Regions from separate parts of the Mus musculus genome. Here regions 1 and 3 are each linked to region 2. A link is a contact called in public promoter capture Hi-C data. All regions are on one chromosome and are shown on one strand. Each heading gives the region's core, a stretch centred on a gene start, on an enhancer-like site or on the middle of the called end of the contact. The rest is flanking DNA. Distances are from core to core; before and after follow the strand shown.

Region 1 (2,700 bases), core at 33-2,532, 2.0 Mb after region 2:
TTACACGTTGAGCACACATTATCTCATTCTTTCCTCAAATCCAGGTTGGCTCAATCTCCCTCAGGGACGTCCATGGGGTTCTGGTTCTTGATAAATCTGTAGATTAAGAACTCTCTGGAAATGCCATGCTGATACCCTACAGAACTTTCCTTGTTTACAAAGCCTTCAGTACAAGCTGAGCCTGCATTAGATGAGTTTGTCCTGAGGGTCAGGACAACACAGCTAAATTCCTAGAAGAGAGAACTGTAAATATATGGAAGCTGGCATCAGATACAATAAAAAACAACTTGGCTTACTGAAAGCCTAGATAAATTGTGTCTGGTGACATAATGCGGCATTAAGCCTTCACATTTTAAAGTGTAGTCTTAATAATTGATATCTGCATCTAACTCAGAATGTTAAATGTCTTATGCACCTTCTTTAACTGTCACAGCCTTACAAGTTAATACCAGTTATGAGTTTACCTAATAAGACATCTGAGTTTCAAAACAGTAGAGTATTTAGGTCCCAGGCTAACAGCGTGGAGCCAGACCTCCTACAAAAGTCTAGTGTCAAAGTCTCTGCTTCTGGTCGTCCTTCTCTAAGCCAGTCTTAACTTGGGCATTCATACACTCTAAGGTTTATACTATTTTTGCATGATTATATTTGCAACTTACGCAAATTTATAGGGACAGAATCCATCCATAGCCGTTACTAGGTCCCCAAAGGTATCTGAATAAGTTATCGGTCGAATGACAATAACCTGCACCGTACAAAAGGGCATGATCTCTCTATAGTTTTAGCCCAAACCAAGAACTCAAATCTTTTTTGTTCATTAGCTGAACTTACTATCCTTTAAAGTGCTATATCATCCTAATTAACTGAAACAGCAAAACTCTAGCGCAGGATCAAGAAAACAATCATCCCAGTCGTAAACACAGAGGTCATTCAGCAAATTCGAGAAAGAACTTCCTGCCGGACCGTCTGTATTTTTCGTGGAGGCTAGGATAGACCTTTGCTTTAAAAGCCGTACACCCTGGAGTCGGCCCTCACGCACTGGGACCTCGGGATTTGAAAGGTCCCCGTCACCGGGCGGCGAAGGGTCTTGGGCTACCACTCACCCAACCGGCCTGCCCCGCCCGCCGCTGCCGACCCCCGCCCCAGCCTTGGATCAGCCGGAAGCGCTCACAGCGAAGGACGCCGGAACCCACCTGCACCAAGCTCTTTAGGGGGGTGCACGACCGAGAAGAGCGGCCGCCTAGCTACTTCTACATCCGGGACGCCGGCTTGGAAGGGGACTACTGTGGAGGAGCACTTCCGGATCCGCAGCACTCGGCGGCCAAAGCGTCCCGCCCCGAGACTCCACACCGCGAGGTCACTGCTGCCCTCTACTGATTGCTCCTCTCCTGGCAATCTGCTCCTAGTGGAATGCTAAGCCTGGGAAGCAAATCCCTCAGTGGGAATTACTTCACAGGGTGTGGAAGGCAGGAGAAGGCAGGAAGAGTCGCGGGGCTGGTGGAAGACTGGTAACTGCAAGGTTACCATGACATGTGTTGACAGGCTCTCAGCCAAGGGACTTTCCATGCATCCAAACCCTCCTCCTATAGGTGCCAAACCAGGCTTCTGGTATTCACCAAAAAAAAAAAAAAAAAAAAAAAAAAAAAAAAAAAAGGGGGGGGGAGTCGGGGAGATCCCAGATCTCACATAGCATCCTGTGCGTTGACTTGCACAGAGACGATGCGATCATTAGTTTGTTTTTGACCAAAGTCAGGCAGCTGGTTAGTAATTGCAAGTAGATCAGAAATATCCAAATGTGGATGGCTCCAAAGCTGGATCCTTTCCTAGACTTTGCCACCTAAAAGAGATGAGGGTGGAGAGCCTTTGGGACGAGAGATTGCTGATTTTCAACTGGGGTCTTGGAAGTGTCACAGGATTTATAAATAGATGGAAGCTCGAAGAATTTAAAATATAGAGACTGTTAAATAGTGTGGACACAGAGGCAGAAAGCATGAACCCATTTATTCATATTCACACTATCTGGGCTTTGAATTCTTTGTCTGTAAAAGAAAGAAGGCGCTTATTTGTTCTTGGCCACCTTATGGAATGGTTGGAGGACTCTCGTGTTAAAATAGTTTGCAATGTATTGATTGCTGTGTGGTTGCTGTTAGCTTACTTTGCTTATTGTAATACCAGCACTGGTCAAGTATTTTAACTTTTTTTTAATATTTTGTTTTTAATTATGTCTACATATGTGCTCCTGACTCCAGGTGTCTGTGGAGGTCAGAAGAAGGTGCTAGGTCCCCTGCCGCTATAGTTACAGGCAGTCATGAGCTGGCTTGTGGGTGCTGTCAACTAAACCTGGCTTTTCTCCAAGAGGAAGGAGTGCTGTTAGCCACCAAGGCATCTCTCTGGCCCTGTGACTCCCTTTAAGATTTAGTCTTCGGAAGTGTGATAAACTCTGCAACCTGATCTCTTTCCATTTCTCTCTCTGTAGGCTTTTGTTCCAAAGTTTGACAAGATTCCTTGGCTGAGTGAGGCCAGCCTGGTAAACAAACCATTGATCCTGAGCATCCCCAGAAGGTAACTTCCCAGCTTCTGAGGACAGAGCCTTCGAGGCAGAGCTCAGTGGTTGTACTCTTAAGGTGGAGAGGTGCATGTGCCCTGTTGAGAAACCAAGTCGAATGCAAAAAAAAGAAAAAGAAAAAGAAAAAAGAAAGAAAC
Region 2 (2,700 bases), core at 26-2,525:
GCTTCAGCTTCTAGAAAGAATTTAATGGCATAACCGATCACACAGTCGATTAGTTCTGTTGCGCCCAATGTCTGTTAGCTGCGTATACACCATCAGATGTATTCAGAGGGGGCTCCAAAGACGTTTTAGACGCCTTTGATCCTTTTTCAGTTCAGCCCTGGAAAGGGAAGGGGGAAAAGAAAATGTTTAAAAACAAAAACAAAAAAAGGCTGTGTGTATGCGATTTAGCAAAATGCACAGATGCCTTAAGTATTCAAAAGTAGAAGATAAAACATAAAGACAAACAAAAGAATAGCTATAGCAGCTACCACCTTCACCAGAACAATAAACCCCAAGATTTGTAGACAGGACAGCCTAGCTACCTGCTGCCTGGTCTTTTTTTTTTTTTTTTTTTTTTTGGTTTTTCGAGACAGGGTTTCTCTATAGCCCTGGCTGTTCTGGAACTCACTTTGTAGACCAGGCTGGCCTCGAACTCAGAAATCCACCTGCCTCTGTCTCCCGAGTGCTGGGATTAAAGGCGTGCGCCACCATGCCCAGCTTCCTGCCTGGTCTTTTAGTTGCCTTGTGCTCAGGCATCTTCACCTTCATCTTCCTAAATTTCTGACGCATCTACAGTAATTATTTTCTCTTTGTTCACAGTGGCATCCAGGTTTGTTCCTTCATCTCTGCCTCGCAAAAACAGTTTAAGGTTTTATTTGGGTAAGTAGGGTATCCATTTTCAAACACACACAGGTGTGTGTGATCTGGTGTGTGCAAACTCATCCAAACGGTACATTTATGTGTACGTAGTTCTACACCTTATGTGACTGGAGGGATGAATAAAGACTAGGACTGTGGAAAGTATAATCGATTGTATAGAAACATTTCCGGCAATATGCCAGACCATAACACCCGTTTTAATTTGCACATTTCTGGACGGTGGGATCTCCGTTCACTTGGCAGGAGCCGTAGGAACGGAAGCACGCACGCCAGTAAAATCATTCCTATTCTCGAACGCACCTCACAGGGGAGTAGAGTCATTCCTGGCCTCAGCCCAGGTCACCCTTGAAACTACGCGTCGTCTCAAAGTCCCCCCGGACTGAGGATAGCAAACCTGAGGACTTCTGGTCTCAGCATTGGAAAGTCAGACGCCAGGGCGAACAAACTACCGGAGAAACTCGCCTTCAGCCTACGGCGAACACCAACGAGATGAGTCCTCCAATAGCTAGAGAGGGCCCCGACGCTTGGGGGCGAGAGTGCTCCTCTCTATGGTTTGGTGGGGGCGGAGCTCTCTCAAAGCCTGCTGGGACGGCGTTCCAAGCTGTGGCGGGAGTCGTGCGGATTCGTTCGTCTCTCGGGGGTGGCGAAAGAATGTCGCAGGACGATGCGGAGGTGGCGAGCGGGGTCGTGCTGGAGGAACTCAGCAGCTGGTCGGAGGAGATGTGCCGTCGGGAGCTGCCTTCGGTGCTGCCCCGGCTCCTCATATCCTTGGAGGGCGCTGAGCGGGGGGTGTGTCGCGAGCCTGCTCCGCCCTGACGCGGGCAGCCTGGGATTCGAACTCTGTTTTGTTTTGCGAGGTGATGGTTAAGGGAACGAGGACAACCGTGGGTTGAGGGGCTAGGCGCGCCTAGCATTGTCGGACGATTGCGACTGGAGCGTTTGAAAATGATGAGTGCTCTCATGCCTTAAGTTTAGTTCTCTGTTCCTAAGTTTGCCCGGTCGGTCGCACTTGCCTAAGTGTGGGAGATGCCCGCGCTGGTGCTCAGTATCTGGATGAAGCGTGAGAGCTGAAGGATGTAGTTGTAGTTCTTCCGTGGTACCACATCTTCAAAGGATGGTCTGTAAACAAAAATGCTTTTCCCCTTTCGAACCCGTTTCCCTTTTAAGTTACAAGGCGGTGCTTCAGGTATTGGCTTTAATCGAGTTGTAATTGTGTGGAGTTAGGTGCAAAGAATAATTATGTAATGCTTTTGTGTTTGTAATTGGAAGTCGACTCCCTTCATGTAAAAGGTGATTTTAATTTTATGATTTTGATCATACCTTCTATTTAAAATTACACACACAGAAACAGACACACACACACCCCTCCAAAAACTGAAAATACCATTACATTTAGTGAAAGTTCAAACCTTGCACGAATGATGTTTCATAGTATAACTTAAGTTCTCTCACACTGAAGTCATTCCTTAGACATTAGCAAAATCCAACGTGGTGCTGATGACCGTTTTTAAAGTACTCCGTGTGTGGATATGGAATTATTTTGCTTTTTAGATGGTAGTCCTGACTGGCCTGATACTAGCTATACAAAACAGACTGGTCTTGGGTTTGCAGTAATCCTGAGTTTGCAGTGCTGGAATTTTTGTGTGTCAACGAGAAGGGTTGTTTTTATGGAATTTCCTCCTGGAAACAACTGTTTTCCTACTCAAAAGATGTTTATTTATGTAATGTGTGTCTCAGACTGCTAGGCTTAGAGGGAATGAAGATATCTGTTATTTACCCTCCCCTCAGTATTACAGGTACCACACTACATTTAGAGTACCATTTCTACCTTACCTTGCTACCTACTGAAAACGCAAATCTCATTTCCAGGTTTTCTTCTGTAAGTAAACCTTGAACACTCTTTTTGCAACCAGCTAATTATGATTTCTGATTCTAAATTACTCCATGAATCTACCTGTCCCCCACTGTGATTCTAATCTTTACAACCTGTACTAGGAATAT
Region 3 (2,700 bases), core at 122-2,621, 2.4 Mb before region 2:
AATGAGAATATCAATTAATTTAAGCCACCATTCCTGATTCTTAAAAAAATAAATAAATATATACATCAAAAGAGCTATCCATTAAAACAACAAAGGAATCCTAACCTTCTCTTTCAATATATCAATAATCTCTGTGCAGTGATTAAGCCATCATTGCTCTTTGCTCTTGTCAGCCATAACAACATTTCAAGAGTGAGTCTTCTGTGTCGTACTATATGTATTAAAAAGCACAGCTCATCTATGCCTTGGCATTTGTGCTTACACACACATTAGTGAACAGAAGCAATAAGTTTAAAGTAAAATGTTTAACAACAGCTTCTCCTGGGGGCTGTAAAGGCAGCTCGGGTGTTAAGTGCACTGCTCTTGAAGAGGATCAGAGCTTAGTTTCCAGCACCCCGATCAGGCAGCTCACAGCTACCTGTAACTCCAACACAGTGGTATCCCATGACTCTAGCCTTCAGGCATAAGCACATACCCATGCACATATTACTTAAAATAATATTTTGATTTTTAAAAACGATTCTTTTCTTAACCACAGGCTCTTGAACCCTCTCCTGAGCTGCCTCTGCTGCCGTGCTCCCCACCCCCACCTCTGCTTGCCCAGCCTTATTTAAGCAAGAATCCTAAGTCAGTTTAGCACATTTGTTATCTGATCACCCTGGTCTGCTTTCAACCAGAATCCAGTTTAGTGGGTTTAGCAAGAATCCCTCAATCTTTGATAATTCCTCTTAGTAATTATCCACACTCTTGACATCCACACCCCTTCCTCTCCTTGGCTATAAATCACCAACCCCCAAGTTGAACTCAATCTTTTAGTATTTTCAATAAGTATGAAGTGTGTGTGTGTGTGTGTGTGTGTGTGTGTGTGTGTGTGTGTGTGTGTGTGGTGTTTGTTTAAACAAGGTCCAAACAGATCTCCGACTGTAGAATCTTTTTCTGAAATAAGAAGATTTTCGAGGTCTCCTGGAACATGGTTGCTATATTCTCCACAGAGCTGTGGGCAAACAACTCGAAAAAACTTCTTCACACCTACTACGCCCAGGAAACTACATGCTTGGGAGTTAAAGGGCAATACTACAAAAATCTTCAAGTTCGCTTCTTGGTATGCTTGGATCAGCGTTCTGGACAGAACAAGAACGATGAGCCCGGTCACCCCTCCGCGCACAGAGCATTTCTGGATGCCTGAGCGGAAAGGCTGCGGTGTTCCTCCGAGCAAATGCCCACCTCGGCGGCCGCAAGTGAGCCAGCCACCGGGCTAACGCGGCTCGAAGCACCGAGGTCGCCGGAAGCGCCGCCGAGACCTGCTGACGTCACCGCCCCTAGCCCGCCCCTAACACCCTGGGCTCCGCCCACCCCTCCCCTCCCACCACGTGTCCTCGCTCCCTCCCGAGGGGCCGCGCTGGGGCGGCGGGAGCGGTGGAGACGATGGCGCGGTGAATGCCGGGCCACAGCCTTCGTCGCCCTTTGCGGCGACGCCGCCCGCTCGGCCGGGGTGAGTGCGCGCGGGCTGCGGGATCCGGGCGGCTCGTCCTCGAGGCCGGCGGAGGAGGCTGGGCCACGGTGGGGCGGGGGCCGCCGGTGGCAGTGTCGCCTCCGCCGCCGCCTTTGTTGCGGGCCGGCCGGGGAGGTAGGCGGCGTGGGCTGTCGCCGCCCCGCAGGTGGACCGAGGACCTTAGTGGTGGGCGGGGGTGGCGGGAGAGGGTTGGACAAGATGGCTGGAGCGGGCAAGGGCGGCGGCGAGCACCTTCGTGCCGGCCCCTCCCACCACCCGCCCCGCAGCTGGGCACAGGCCGCGGCCAAGTTCAGGTCCCGGGACTCCTGTGACCTCACGAGTGTTCCTACCTCCCCATGCCTCCACCCACCCCAGAAACATTGAAGAAGCTGACTCTGAACTCCGGGAAGATCCTTGCTTGGGAAGTCCCGGGAAATGGAGCTCACAGATGCACACTCTCTGCATACCCAGCAGCTGCCCGCAGTCTCTTCTGGGGAACCTCTTTGTACCAGCCTGAGGAGGCTTCGAATAGAGAGGATTTGCGACCCAGAGGCGAGGAGAAGTCCAGCCAGGTTTGGGTTGGCCTCTGCCACCCAGGCACGCCCCTCTCTGCATCATGGACTTGGCTTTGGGAGGTCCTTTGAGGCAGAAAAACTGTTAAGTTTCTGAAGTAGCTTGTGGACAGCGCCTATGAATCTGGAAAACCCAGGTGATAACTATTTTGGGCTAACTATTTAAATTTCCTATCTAGGCTGAGATACTTTGATGTGGTAGCAAATCAGCACCGCCCTCCTCTGGTCCTGATTCCGTGCTCAAACAGTCCTGGCAGTGGGAACTTCTGCCCATCACTGAGCTGTTTGAAACCTCTTCCCGGGATATTTACCCACTGTTCTAAGTTCTGCCCTTCTGCACAGAGGCTCTGTGAAAACTACTCTGGTCTCCGTGCCACAGGGGGCTCTTTAAATATTTGAAGTTAGCCAGATAAATTATCTGCCCTCAGCCTCTGTAATAATTAAATAAGCCAGCCACCTTTCTGAACCCCTTCCTTCCAGCTGGAAGCAGACAGTGCTTTGACCTAAACAGGTTTGTGTGTGTGTGTGTGTGTGTGCCTGAGCCGCCCTCTCACAGACTAGTTCCCACTGACACCTGATTGTCTGCTAACTCTTGAATGCAGAAATGGAGTCCCGGGCCTACCCTCTGAATTTGAC

What was found. Promoter capture Hi-C pulls out the DNA fragments that hold promoters and counts their contacts.
Region 1: a promoter capture Hi-C map of liver shows a contact between it and region 2, with 2.9 times the contacts expected there. The contact joins the promoter of Pigc here to the promoter of BC055324 in region 2. A contact is called at or near these places in 3 of 39 promoter capture datasets (liver and pre-B cells) and 1 of 484 Hi-C or Micro-C datasets (uterus).
Region 3: a contact with region 2 is called in a promoter capture Hi-C map of pre-B cells, with 8 times the contacts expected there. The contact joins the promoter of Pogk here to the promoter of BC055324 in region 2. A contact is called at or near these places in 2 of 39 promoter capture datasets (liver and pre-B cells) and 1 of 484 Hi-C or Micro-C datasets (liver).

The regions. Positions count from the first base shown.
Region 1 is chr1:161,967,770-161,970,469 of GRCm38.p6, reverse strand. It overlaps Pigc (phosphatidylinositol glycan anchor biosynthesis, class C), which reads right to left and starts at 1,282. Exons shown (of 2, transcript NM_001039045.1): 1 at 1,191-1,282; 2 at 1-230. The coding sequence starts at 19. 4930558K02Rik (RIKEN cDNA 4930558K02 gene) reads left to right here. Exons shown (of 7, transcript NM_001204904.1): 2 at 2,474-2,559.
Region 2 is chr1:163,993,371-163,996,070 of GRCm38.p6, reverse strand. BC055324 (cDNA sequence BC055324) reads left to right here and starts at 1,275. Exons shown (of 24, transcript NM_201364.2): 1 at 1,275-1,461. The coding sequence starts at 1,351. Mettl18 (methyltransferase like 18) reads right to left here and starts at 1,182. Exons shown (of 2, transcript NM_027279.3): 1 at 1,000-1,182; 2 at 1-157.
Region 3 is chr1:166,408,499-166,411,198 of GRCm38.p6, reverse strand. It overlaps Pogk (pogo transposable element with KRAB domain), which reads left to right and starts at 1,371. Exons shown (of 6, transcript NM_175170.4): 1 at 1,371-1,492; 2 at 1,868-2,201; 3 at 2,667-2,700. The coding sequence starts at 2,183.